2 separate regions of the Rattus norvegicus genome follow, and region 1 is linked to region 2. The links are chromatin contacts, called in public Hi-C maps. All regions are on one chromosome and are shown on one strand. Each heading gives the region's core, a stretch centred on a gene start, on an enhancer-like site or on the middle of the called end of the contact. The rest is flanking DNA. Distances are from core to core; before and after follow the strand shown.

Region 1 (6,086 bases), core at 3,515-6,014, 100 kb after region 2:
ATTTGGTCAGCAGGCCATATAGGAACCTTCTGGAGCTACCAGGAGAAACAGGACAAGCAGGGCTGTCCCCATTTATAATGGGAAAGACTGCAGTCAGAGAAAGCCGTTCAGAATGTGTCCTGGTTAGGGTTACTATTGCTGTGATAATGTGGTCAAAACAAATTGGGGAGGAAAAGGTTATTTGCCCTAAGCCTCCATGTTGAAGTCAGGACAGGAGCTCAAGCAGGGCAGGAACCTGCAGGCAGGAGCTAATGCAGAGGCTGTGGAGGGGTGCTGCTTACTGACTTGCTCCTTTTAGCTTGCTCAGCCTGCTATAAGAAAATAGAACCTCGGAACACCAATCTGGGGTGGTGTCACCCACAATAGGCTGGGCCCTCGCCCATCAATCGCTGGTTGAGGAAATGCCTTCTGGGCTTGCTGACAGCCTGATCTTACGGAGACATTTTCCCAGTGGAGACTCCCTCTTCTCAGGTGACTATAGCTTGTGTCAAGTTGACACAAAAATACCCAGCATCCAGGTCTCTGTGGCTAGGCTCAGCCAGAATACCTTCTTAGCTGTGTCCTGGATGGCAGACCCCAGGATATGCAAAGGCAAGAGAGCCAATTTGTCCCCTCACTTCTACTCCAGACTCCACACAGGAAGGCATAACAACCAAGAGTGTAACTTTAGCTTAAGTTGTAAGTTAAGGGAAGCCAGGTGTAGTGGTGCTTACCTGTAAAGACAGCCCATGGGAGATAGAGGCTGGAAGATTACAAGTTCAAGGTCAACCCTGGCTAACGGTGAGTTTGAGGTCAGCCTGGGCTACATGGACCCTATCTCAAGACCAAAGCCAACAGAAAGCTGTCTGGGTCAGGACACCAGCCTTTGCCATGAAGCCAGCACTGCCATGTACCTACCTATATAGTGTTTTCATTCCTTGCTGTGTCTGCATCTCCACATGACAGCTCCAGGCCTCAGAGCAGGCAGGGTTCACTGCATCCATCTTTGGGGTGGATATCTTCAAGACAAGTGACCTGTTATGCAGGGGCAGTCAACAACTCCAGTCTAGGAAGTCACACCCCCCACACCCTCCCTATCTGCCTTCCCTGCCTCTCGGCCTTGTCTGTTCTTCACTGGACCTGGGGACGTCAAGGGCATGCCCTCAGTGAGATTTTCGGGCAAAGGGACTGTGCTGAAGACGGAGAGAAGACGAGGTATGGGTATCAGAAAGGATCTGGGGTTGTCACGTGAATTCTCTGCCTCCACAGCCTCCAGAAGCCAAGGCCAGCTACCCGACACTTTAGAGGCTGATGTCGAGGCTTGAGAAAGCCGGCTACTTCATACCAGACCTTTCCCCAGGAGATGCCGAGGACTCGTGTTCCCTGCGCCTCTCCCCACCCCCTACTAACCCTAGTCTTGTATTAATGATGTGACACTCACAGCCCTTCTTCTCACTGCAGCCGGGCTCTGGACCCTTTCTGTGCCGCGTCTGTGCCGTGTCTGTGTGTGTCTGCTGACTGTGGTCGTTCGTGGTCGTTTCATTGTTCCTGTGAACTGTGTGCTTCCTCTCCCATGCCACCGTCAGCACCTTGTGCCCTCCTGTGACCTCCATCTACTCTTGCTCTCTGGAGTCTCCCCGTCCCTGAGGAGCCCTTAGTCCCCTCTTTCTGGATTTAGGCTTGAGGGAGAGTTGTACTGAGGGCAGGAGTCCCCAGTGATCCCGGGGCTGAGAAAGTTCGTACCCTCTTCACTGATGTTCCTTGTGGACTCTGAGAAGAAACTTGCTCCAGATTCCACCAGTTTAGAAGGTCCGTTTGCAGTTGGAGATTCAGATTGCCTCCCTTGAGGCGTCTGCCCTCCAGGCCTCCTTTTTCTTTTAGGGTGCCCACTTAGGAGTCCCAATCCGCCCCACCCTTTACAGAACACCCAGGAATTCTTGCCTCTGAGGAATGAGCTCCTTACTTAACTTCTGAGCAATATCCCCATAGGCTTTGGAGCCCTTCTGCCTTCATCCACCTTCCCTGCTTCTGAGACTTCCATCTCTAGCCCAATTCATCTGACAGAGGACTCCTTCCTTCTCTGAAGCTGGTCTGTGGCAGGAGATAGCCCAGGGGACAGGCAGCAGGCAGGGTGCCGGTGGCTCTGTCTCTCTGCCACATGGTGTGGAATCTGGCAGACTACAGTTTCTTTCCCCTGCCTGTCAGGGGTCGGAGTGGAGAGGGCTGGAAGGGTTCAGGGGCAGCGGGAGAGAGCAACAGGGTATGCACACCCGTGGATGCAAACGCCTACGGGAGTCAAAGGTCACCAGAGTGGAAACTCACACCAGAGCCTGCCCCACCTGCCCATTGTGTTCCCTTGGAAACGAACCAAGCCACACTGTGTACTGGGACTGCTGATCTCTGTCTTGTGATCTATTATCCTCTGACAACAGAAAAGTAAATAAATAAATAAATAAATAAATAAATAAATAAATAAATAAATAAATACAGCATTGTTTCCTAGTGGCTCTGAGTGGCTTTTCTTCTGAGAGTCTGAGGGTTTGTAGGGCCCTGGGGAACTTAAAGGACAACTGAGCCTGTCCCCAGTGAGAGGGAAGAAGTCAAGACTGAAGAATGCTAGGGAGGGGACAGGCACTTTAGGCCTCTTTCTCCTCTCCCCTTCCCTCTTTCTCTCTCCTTCTTTTGCTCCTTTTTCACAGGTCCCCTGTCTTAGCTCTTCTCACAGCAGAACAAATTGGAGTAGAAAAGAGCCATTGAGGATTAGTGATGATGACAGTAATAGACAGGCACTTGAAGCCTCTCAAGGACATTCCCACAAGGTTGGTTGGTTCTTAAGTACTGTTGGCCAAACATACACAGCTTCAGGCAGATTCCTTTTGAGGGTAGCAGCCCAAGCCCTGTCTCCAGCCTTCTGTGTGTTTTGGGTGAGACACAGCTAGAGAGTGAGGAATTCCCAGAATATCTTAGGGTCTCCATAGAACCTCAGGAGCCACCATGAGGATTCTGAGTTGCTTCCAGCCACAGAACCGAACCACACAGGCCTGAGGGAGCAGGTGGACTCCATCCTCTTGTTAGCTATCCCAAGACCTGCTGGGTATATTTCCCTCCTACCTCTATACTTGGTGTGTCTTGGGCTCTGAAAAGATGGGATCTTAAGCAGGGAACAAGTGTAATATTGTCAAGCCAGGGGTAGCAGGGGTTAAAATATCCCTGGTCACATGGGGACTCATTAATGAAGCAGGTGATCTCTGTTCATGGCACACTCATGCATCAGGGAGATCATGCCTTGAAGGGGACTGAGACCCTAAGTGGCCTCAGACGCACAAAGGATTGTGGGTACGGTGCCAGCCATTACTAAAACCAAAGCATTGAACTCTAAAGAGGTCGAATGAGAAGTTCTGACCTTCCTTCACCACACCAATAAAAGGGAGCACTGCTATTTTACGATGAGTCTAGCGCACTGCCTGTGACTTTGCAAGGTGTCTAGAAGCACCCACTTAGTTTGCCTGATAACCTGACTTTATCCTGAGATAGCAGGGTGGCCTTGTTTTACAGATTCTCTGATAGCCCTCAAGACTGGCCCAGGTCACAGCAGTTGCAGGGAGTAGGGGCTAGACCCAGTCAGTGTTTCCAGGGCCATGTGTGCACCACACAGCTGGTGTCTGGGAAGAGCTGTGTCAGGGAAAGGTGGGGGACAACTCATGGCTCCTGCAATCTTGTCTGCTCTATTCCCTTTCAGGATGTGACCTAGCTAGCATGCACCCCAGCCTGTGCTCTGAGGGAGCTCCTAGGAGTGGCCAGTGGTGTGGGACCCGGACCCAGAAATGGAACACCTAAGCACCAAAACCATACAGAAAGATACCTACCACGCTGTTGCCAGATGCAGGGTGTGGGGCTTGTGGGGCCTACTTCCCACACTCACATCAACACTGCAAGGTCATGAGGGTGGGCAGTGCCAGCCACTCAGCCCCTGACACCTGATGCTCCTTTCCACTTCTGATTTGTTTAGTTTTCGTTTTTCCTCTAGGACAGGGTCTTCAGTAGCCCATACTAGCTCGAACTCAAAACAAAACAAACAAAACAGCCATACAGCCAAGGACGACGACTTTAACTTCCGGTCTTCCTGCCTCAATCTCCTGAGTTGGGTTACAGATGTGCACAACCACAGCTGGTTTTAGGGGTGCTGGTGTTTGTGTGTGCTGTGTGAGCTCTTTGCTGACTGATGTACAGGCCCAGTCCTGCGATTTACTTTACCTGATTGGACGGGAAAGGGACTGTACTCTACAGGGACAGTGAGTCGCCTGTTCTCAGTGACCTTGAGGGTTCTTCATGTTTGACCCCTCCCCCAAAACTTTGTCTCACATGAGTTTGACCCCCAGAGATGTTCAAACCCCTTTGAAAGCCACCGCTGCTCATTTTTCATGTCGCTAATCTGTCTCTGCGACCCCAAAGGCCATGGCCCTCAGCCTCTCAGGTGTTCTGTTTGCTCATTTTTTTCCCCCTTACAGGTTGTAGATTAGAAACAGCCAGGCTATTCTTGGAAGAGGAGCAGGGGTCGAGAGTAAAACCGACCATAGCAGTAGAAGCGGGAAGGGGGTGCCAGGCTGAAGCACATCCCAAGGTCAAGGGGCTCTGCCCCTGCCCCACTCTGGGAGGCAGGGCTCTGCCTTCCTAAGGATGAGGGACTGGCAGGTGAGAAGAATTCTCCAGCTCAGTCTGGTTCTCACCTTGTCCCGGGCTGCTCTATACCCCCTCCCCCGGATGCTGGGGTAGAGCTAGAAAGGTCAGGTGTGTTTGCCCAAGCCAGGGGGAGGAGCTTTGAAAATACCTGTCTTCAGGCCATAAAGAGGAGGGAATGGCCACCTATTGCCATTTGTGTGATTCATTGCTGTCACCCCTAAGCTCCTGGCTGGCAGAATCAACCAGTTCAAGCCAACCACCTGTTGATTTTCTGGAGCCGGGCCCCAGCTCCATGGCCTTGAACAACAAGAGGTCTCCTGCCAAGAGGTGATGCTGTCTCTAATGTCCTGAAGGATACTGGGCAGAATGAGTGGACCTTTCTGAAGCAGCCCCTGCCTCGGAGCCTGGACCCTTCTTCTGTCCAACTGCATGACTTCAGCTCCTACCTCTCTGTCACTTTTCTTCCTGCACTGTAAAGTCCTTCAGGTCATTAGGCCTCCAGCTACCTGTGTGACTCTGGGAAAGCCACCAAAGCTAGAGTATCCTCTCCTAGACACGATACTGTACAGTGTATAGCCTGTGTCGTACACTATATACTGCATACTATTACTTCCCTGATTTATAGTGATGTAATAGACACAAAAAACACATTGACGTTTCTACAGAAAGACATCACATCACCGGTACTAGCATCCCTGGCTATTCAAGGGCTGCCTCCTCGTTGATTGCAAGGGTCCCTACCCCTTAGACCTGGACTCTAGTCCTGACTCATACACATATCACCCACAGTCCCCACTCTGTGAAGTAGTAGTACAAAAGCCTGCCTGCCCGTGATGTCAGGAAAAGAAAAGCAGATCCTCGGAACTCTCCACACCATGAAATCGGTGGAATCCCTGCCAGGTGGGGACAGCTGGACCCAGCCTCAGCAACTGACAGTACAGTGAGTGGATGTGGTGATCTGTGTATGCCTACGGGTCAGGCCACATGAAAGCCACAAAAGCCTGTCTGAGGACTCCAGAGGAAAAGGCATGGTTTGTTCCCTGAGGTTCTTCAAAGGCAGTGGCCACAAGGAGCCACTAGAAACACCTGAGCTTCAGGTCAAGGCCAGGTGTGAGTTCTGAGAAAACCAAGAAGGCATTTCTCTCCAGGGTGTTCTCTGTGTAGGAGGCTGTGCTAATGGGCTTGTCCTTGCCTTAACATGGTGACCTTGACTCTCAGCAGACATTGCCCTTTGGCAACTCCCAGGAACCCTGTGCCCCACTGCTTGGGCCATCTTGAGGCCAACATTTAAGAACTGGATCCTATGGGGCCCACCTCCTCCAAGCCCTTGCCTTATAAGACCCCAGTGACCTGGCACTTGTGGTCACAGCAGGAGACAGGAGCTGGCATTCCTCAGGGTTTGGGACCTCTAGCTGGCACAGATGGAG
Region 2 (5,796 bases), core at 1,767-4,266:
TCCAGCTGACTCTGCTGTGTGTGTCTGTCTCGTGCACAGTGGGGGCGATCTGCTATGTCCTAGCCTGACTTCCCTGTTGTTACCATCATCCCACCAACAGTTATGACCCTGAGAACCCAGAGCAGACTTCAGCTCAGAGTATAATACCCATGGCAGCACTTCTCCTCTCCCAGCTACTGACAGGCACCGTACTGAGAGGACTGGTGGTCTATGGTTAACGTATTTCCAAATGCCAGGTTTCTCTCCTATGGATGTGAGTGTACATCAAACTGGGTATTGGTGACCCACACCCTGCTCCCCTCTCTCTCCCCAGCCCCCTGCCAGGGAATCAAAGCACCCTACTCAGAAACCACCACATCCTCAGATCCTCAGAAGAGATCCTACTTCTGCCATGTGGACCCTGATTCCTCTTTTCAGATCCCCTGCCATGTTGTCTGTCTCTGATCCTGGGACTCTGAAGTCTCCAAAAGTTCCCATAATGTTCTTGTCTGTCTGTCTGTCTCTCCAAGGAGTTAATAATTATCCTAATAAACTTTTTACCTCCAATACTCCGTCCCAGTGTCCCCTTGAGCCTCATATTCATATTCAACCAAAACTCTCTCTAGAAACTGACCAAAGCACCGTTGATAGAAAACTATCAGCTTATACTGTCAGCTTTCAAGACAGAATCACTATGACTGGGATTGAAAGAAACAAGGACTTTCCATGCACACCTGGATGCCGGCATCAGGGGTTGGACAAACACACACCTTAAAATTCATTCAAGCATTTCACATGTGGTTCGGGGTGCCAAGGTAGAATCAACCCTGCCTCTCTCTCTTCAGAACTCTCTGATCTTCAGCAAGTTACTTGGATGTCTTCTGGCCTCTCTCGACTGTCAAGTGGGCATCACAGTGGCCCCTGGGGTTCAGGACACCCTGAGATACCCAAAGGCCAGTCCTGAGGGGCACAGTGAGTGCACTGAGGACTAATCCAAGAAATCGGGCATTCTCCAGTTACAAGCCTGGAAGAACTAGGTGTCTCCTGACCTGAGTAGCAAACTGGCTGGGAGTGGGACAGTACTTGTTTCCCAGAAAGACATTCACAGCTTGCCAGCTCACTTTAGGAAACTGAATGAAGCTCAGACAGTGATGGATCAATGGTGGGCGTTACCATGCTCTGACCAGAACTGCTTAGGTGTACATGTCTCTAGCCCTCTGTTTAAATTTCAATTTCACTTTAGGATGGACTCAAAGTGGTCACTGGATCTCTTTCTTCCTCTTCCCCACATGACCACAACGAACAAATCTTTCTGCTTCTCTCTATTGACCTGGCTGTTTAATTTGGCTTCTGGAGGACAGGAGGCTGAACTTGGCTTCTTGAAGTAGAGACTGTTACCCCCAGCTTTCGGTAGCATTCCCTTCTTTCGAGTCCCACAAGATGAGCTCAACCCAGCCCCAGAGCTGATGTCATCTGAGTCTTCTCAGGAGGGACTTCCAGGGGAGGCCTATGAGAATTCACTCTGCACTTCTGTTTCCAAACAGCTCTCTGCTCTGGTCTCTGGGTGTCAATCTCAGTTCTCCCTTTGATTCCCACCCAAACCAACACAGAAATCAAGTGAAAGAATAAAAACTCCCTTATGTGTGTAGTCAGTCCTCTGAAAATGAAGGGCCTGTCTCAGGGGCCTACACTCCAGCATACACAAGGACATTGCCACCTTTAAAGTCATGTTAACCACTTTGCCCCGTTGGTCTCATGTTAGTGTGTCAACTCTGAAGGGACCCACTGTTCACCTCTTTCCCCTCCGTCCTCACTGTACTCACTGTTTTTTTTTTTTTTTCATTGTTTGTTTATGTGTATGTTTGAATGTATGAGTGTCTGGCCCACATATACGTCTAGTGTGTGTGGCCACTAGAGGGTGCCAGAGCTCCTGGATCTGGAGTTATGAAGAGCTGTGGATTACCACAAGGCTGCTGGGAATTTAACCTGGGTCTTCTCTAAGAGTTTTAAGATTTATTTATTATATATGAGTACATTGTAGCTGTTTTGAAGAGGGCATCAGATGTCAGCACAGATGGCTGTGAGTCACCATGTGGGTGCTGGGACTTGAACTCAGGACCCGTGGAAGAGCAGTCAGTGCCCTTAACCATTGAGCCATCTCTCCAGGCCCCTCTTCTCTGTCTCCCTCTGAGACCTTCTTGCCATCCTGTCTGGCTCAGATCACCATATAGATTCTTCCACTTTCAACCAACTACTCTGTTTCCCTTTCTTTTCTCTATAGCTTTCGTTGTTACAGAAATAATCCATTAGTTAATTTGTCAGTTGTCACCTGCCTCCCTCTGTCCCATCTCTTGGAGTACGGCTCTTGCCAGTCTGCATACCCAGGATACCCAGACATGTGCCAGCAGGACACAGTCACCCTGTCATAAGGCCAGGGCTGTGCGTGAACAGCATGTTTTGTTCCTCTAAGCTAAACCTCTGGGCAGTGGGACAGGATGTCTAATCTTTTAGGTTTTTTGACAATGTCAGCCTCCACTGTGACCCTTCCCTTCATACAATAATGTGAGCTATCTGTGCAGCCTTGGGCTGGTGGCACTTTGGGGTGTGAAGACTCAAGAATATGGTATAGTGTGGTATGCCAAGTGGTACAGAAAAGTGGATGCATTAAGAGGATGTAGATCTAGAGGGACCTGAAGCACAGGCTTCCCCAACACCTCCCTGGCAAAGCCCAGGATATCTTAGAGAACTCCGAGAAGTCCGTGACATTGACAAGATGATGTTTCTTCAAGAGGATGCTCAGGGGAAAGATCACAGTGAGAAAATCATAGGAGAAGTGGACTGGAAAGAGAGGTATCTTGTACTCGGAGCTACGGGGTATGAGGCAAATGAGGAAAGCCAGGAAGTGGGAGGAGCGGAGTTTTTCCGAATTATGTCACTAGGTGGCGCCAGAAGATAGAAACTGGAAGGCTATACACTCACGCGAGCAGGCAGATTCTCGGAGTCACTTCCCCGGAAATGACTCAGCAGGCGTGACTTCAGCAGGTGGGGGCTCTTCCGCTTGCGACCCAGGCAGCACGTCATCACCTCATCGCCTCATTTCAGCAGGCGCTGGGCGCCGATGAGGTGGTCTTCGAGTTTCGTTCACGTATTACCCGCTCTTCACTCAACATCAGTCGGGGTTCTTTTGTATCTGAGCAGTGTAGTGGGAGCACCTGACTGATTCCTGCACGGAACAACGTGAAGTAAATGAATGACACAGTAGAAAACACTCTGACCCAGCCCAGCACAGCTCACAGTTCTAGCGCATTCTCTCTCCCCCCCCTGAAACCAGGCATCACTAATCAATTTAACCCTGTGCCTGACATTTATGACACACTGCCCTATAGTCTGAGTAGCCTGTTTAAAAGCACATATCTTATCTCCCCAACTGTGGAATGCAGCACATGCTGGTCATATCTTATTAATCACTTTTATCTCATGAACATCCCTCCCTGACATTTAGCATAGTATCTGGACCACTGGCCTCTTTGGTCAAGATCTGATGATGTGATGGTAAGGGAGGAAGGGAGGAGGAGATCCATAGGCCATCTCCAGTGAGGCTGTTACCCTGCCTAGCAGGTCCTGCACATCATAGATATTAAGATGACAAAGGTCATTGAGGCAGAAAGGTGCCTGGGCTGGATGTGAGGGTACCCAGCAGTTTTATTTCAAGACGCTGCGTATCTTAGGCAGAAAGTGGTACAGAGAAGCCTAATGGCGAGGACTTTACCACCCCCACTGCTAACAGAGCAGTTTGGGCCATGCTGGACAAGGACCCTGTTGACATCTCCTACTGGGCTGCAGTCTGGTAATAGAGGAAAGCAAGGCATAAACGTCAGTAAGGAGGCATCCAAAACACTTCTCTGTCTATGGGGCGCTGAGTCCGCACCTCGGTCTACACAGCAGTCATTGTGCTTTATAAAAGGGCACCAGGATATGTTTGATAGAACTGGGTATGTGCAGTGGGAGGGGGCCTCAGCAGGCCCATGCTGAGACATCCGTTCCCTTGAGGTACCAGCCATACGACAACGATGGGTGACAGGTATAGTGTAGAGTTTATGGCATGGGAAAGGGATTGGGAAGGGAGACAGAAAGACAGAGGCAGGAGGGGAGAGACGACAGCCAGGAACATGTGGAGAGAGAGGGGGAAGAGGAGAGAGGGAGAAAGGGTCAGGGAGAGGAGAGAGTCAGAGAGAGAGAAGGGGCAGAGAGAGCAAAGAGGGGTTCATAGCAAGCCAGGCCTACCTGGCTGTTGCCAGTAATGCTGGGCGGAGCCTAGAAGGAATGCTAAGAGCAGCCATGCCACTGTACCCCATTGTCTACTCCCCAGTTCGAGGTGAGGGTGGTGTGAAGCCATGTGCACGCTGCTGACTGACCAGGGCCAGAGCTGGAAGGAGGAGGTGGTTACCAAAGATACTCAGATGCAAGGCTTGCACATGCCCACTTGTCTGTAGGGGCAGCTTCCCAGGTCTGAGGATGGAAACCTCACCCTTTACTAATCTGATGCCATCTTGAGGCACCTGGGCCTATCTTTGGGGCTTTACGGGGAAGACCAGAAGGAGGCCACCCTGGTGGGTATGGTGAATGATGGGGTGGAGGACCTTTGCTGCAAATATGTCACCCTCGTCTCCACCAAGGATGAGAGTGGTAAGGATGACTATGTGAAGGCCCTGCCTAGGAATCTGAAGCCCTTTGAGGCCCTGCTGACCCAGAACCAGGGAGGCAAAGCCTTTATCATGGGTGCACAGATCTCCTTGGTCGATTATAATTTGCTAGATATGCTACAGCTCCACCGAGTCCTGGCCCCTGGCTGCCTAGACAACCTCCTCCCTCTCTCTGCCTATGTGACCCGTCTCAGTGCCAGGCCCAAGATGAAGGCCTTTCCGGCCTCCCCTGACCATGTGACCCGTCCCATCAATGATCAATGACAATGGCAAACCATAGAGGACACAAGAGACAGGAGCTGCTTGTTCTCCTCTTCTCAAGTCTAATAAAGTTTGTAAGACAAAAAAAATCAGTAATAAGTAATAATATTCATTTATTCTTCCATGCAAGGACATTTCATTCATTCATTCATCCATTCATTCATTCTCTGGTCAGGCATTTACTTTTCTTTACGTCACTTGCTTTACTATTAAAACCGATAATGAGATGCAATAAAGAGAACTAAAGTAGACCTGGCCTCTGTCCTTACTGAGCTTAAAAATCTTCCCACCAGCCATCGGATTATCACATACAACGGACACGGTGGTCCATAACTGTACTCCCAGCGCTCAGGAGGCGAAGGCAGGAAGACCACAAGTTCCTGGTCATCCTTGGCTTTATAATTAGAGATGATCTGAGCTATCTCGAATTATCACATACTGTGAAGTATGAAATTAAGGCTTCGTTAAGTGCTCCACATGAAGGTCTGTTGTAGGAAGATTTAGATAAGAAAGGGGTCCCTTTCAGCCCACAGACCTCGGAAACTATAGAAACAGATGTCTGTGCCAAGCCGTATATGACCTCAATGGAGCCCACCTGCCGCCACACTGATATATGTCTCTGGAGGAGCAAATTGGCCAACCACCTTATAGCTGATCTTTGAAGATGTCCTGTCCAGAGGGAAGCTAGACAGAAAATGTCTACGTACTAAGGATTTGACAGCCAAACACTCAACTGGTGGTCTACAACTCCCTGTTCACCCATTCCGCCATCTTAAATGGGAAAAGACACCAAGCATTCTATATGAGATAAACAACTTGTCCCAGTTCCTGGGACTTTCTCAGTGTTAGCATT

The links. Hi-C and Micro-C count contacts between places; a contact is called where the count stands out from the background.
Region 1: a Hi-C map of kidney shows a contact between it and region 2, with 5 times the contacts expected there. The contact joins two enhancer-like sites. A contact is called at or near these places in 12 of 12 Hi-C or Micro-C datasets (the A7r5 cell line, the Rat2 cell line, Schwann cells and 7 more) and 1 of 1 datasets of contacts at active chromatin or transcription factors (oligodendrocytes).

Annotation. Positions count from the first base shown.
Region 1 is chr8:54,600,232-54,606,317 of GRCr8, forward strand. Fxyd6 (FXYD domain-containing ion transport regulator 6) reads left to right here. Exons shown (of 8, transcript NM_022005.3): 8 at 1,249-2,484. Among named protein-coding and RNA genes, the nearest start is that of Fxyd2, 9.2 kb to the right of the region's middle. Within about 2 kb of position 4,765, at least 2 of the 93 cell types and tissues checked have an H3K27ac peak or open chromatin away from gene starts, as enhancers often do. A contact at or near this core is called in kidney, where this site is marked.
Region 2 is chr8:54,502,250-54,508,045 of GRCr8, forward strand. It overlaps the pseudogene Gstp1-ps4. Among named protein-coding and RNA genes, the nearest start is that of Tmprss13, 17 kb to the right of the region's middle. Within about 2 kb of position 3,017, at least 80 of the 93 cell types and tissues checked have an H3K27ac peak or open chromatin away from gene starts, as enhancers often do. A contact at or near this core is called in kidney, where this site is marked.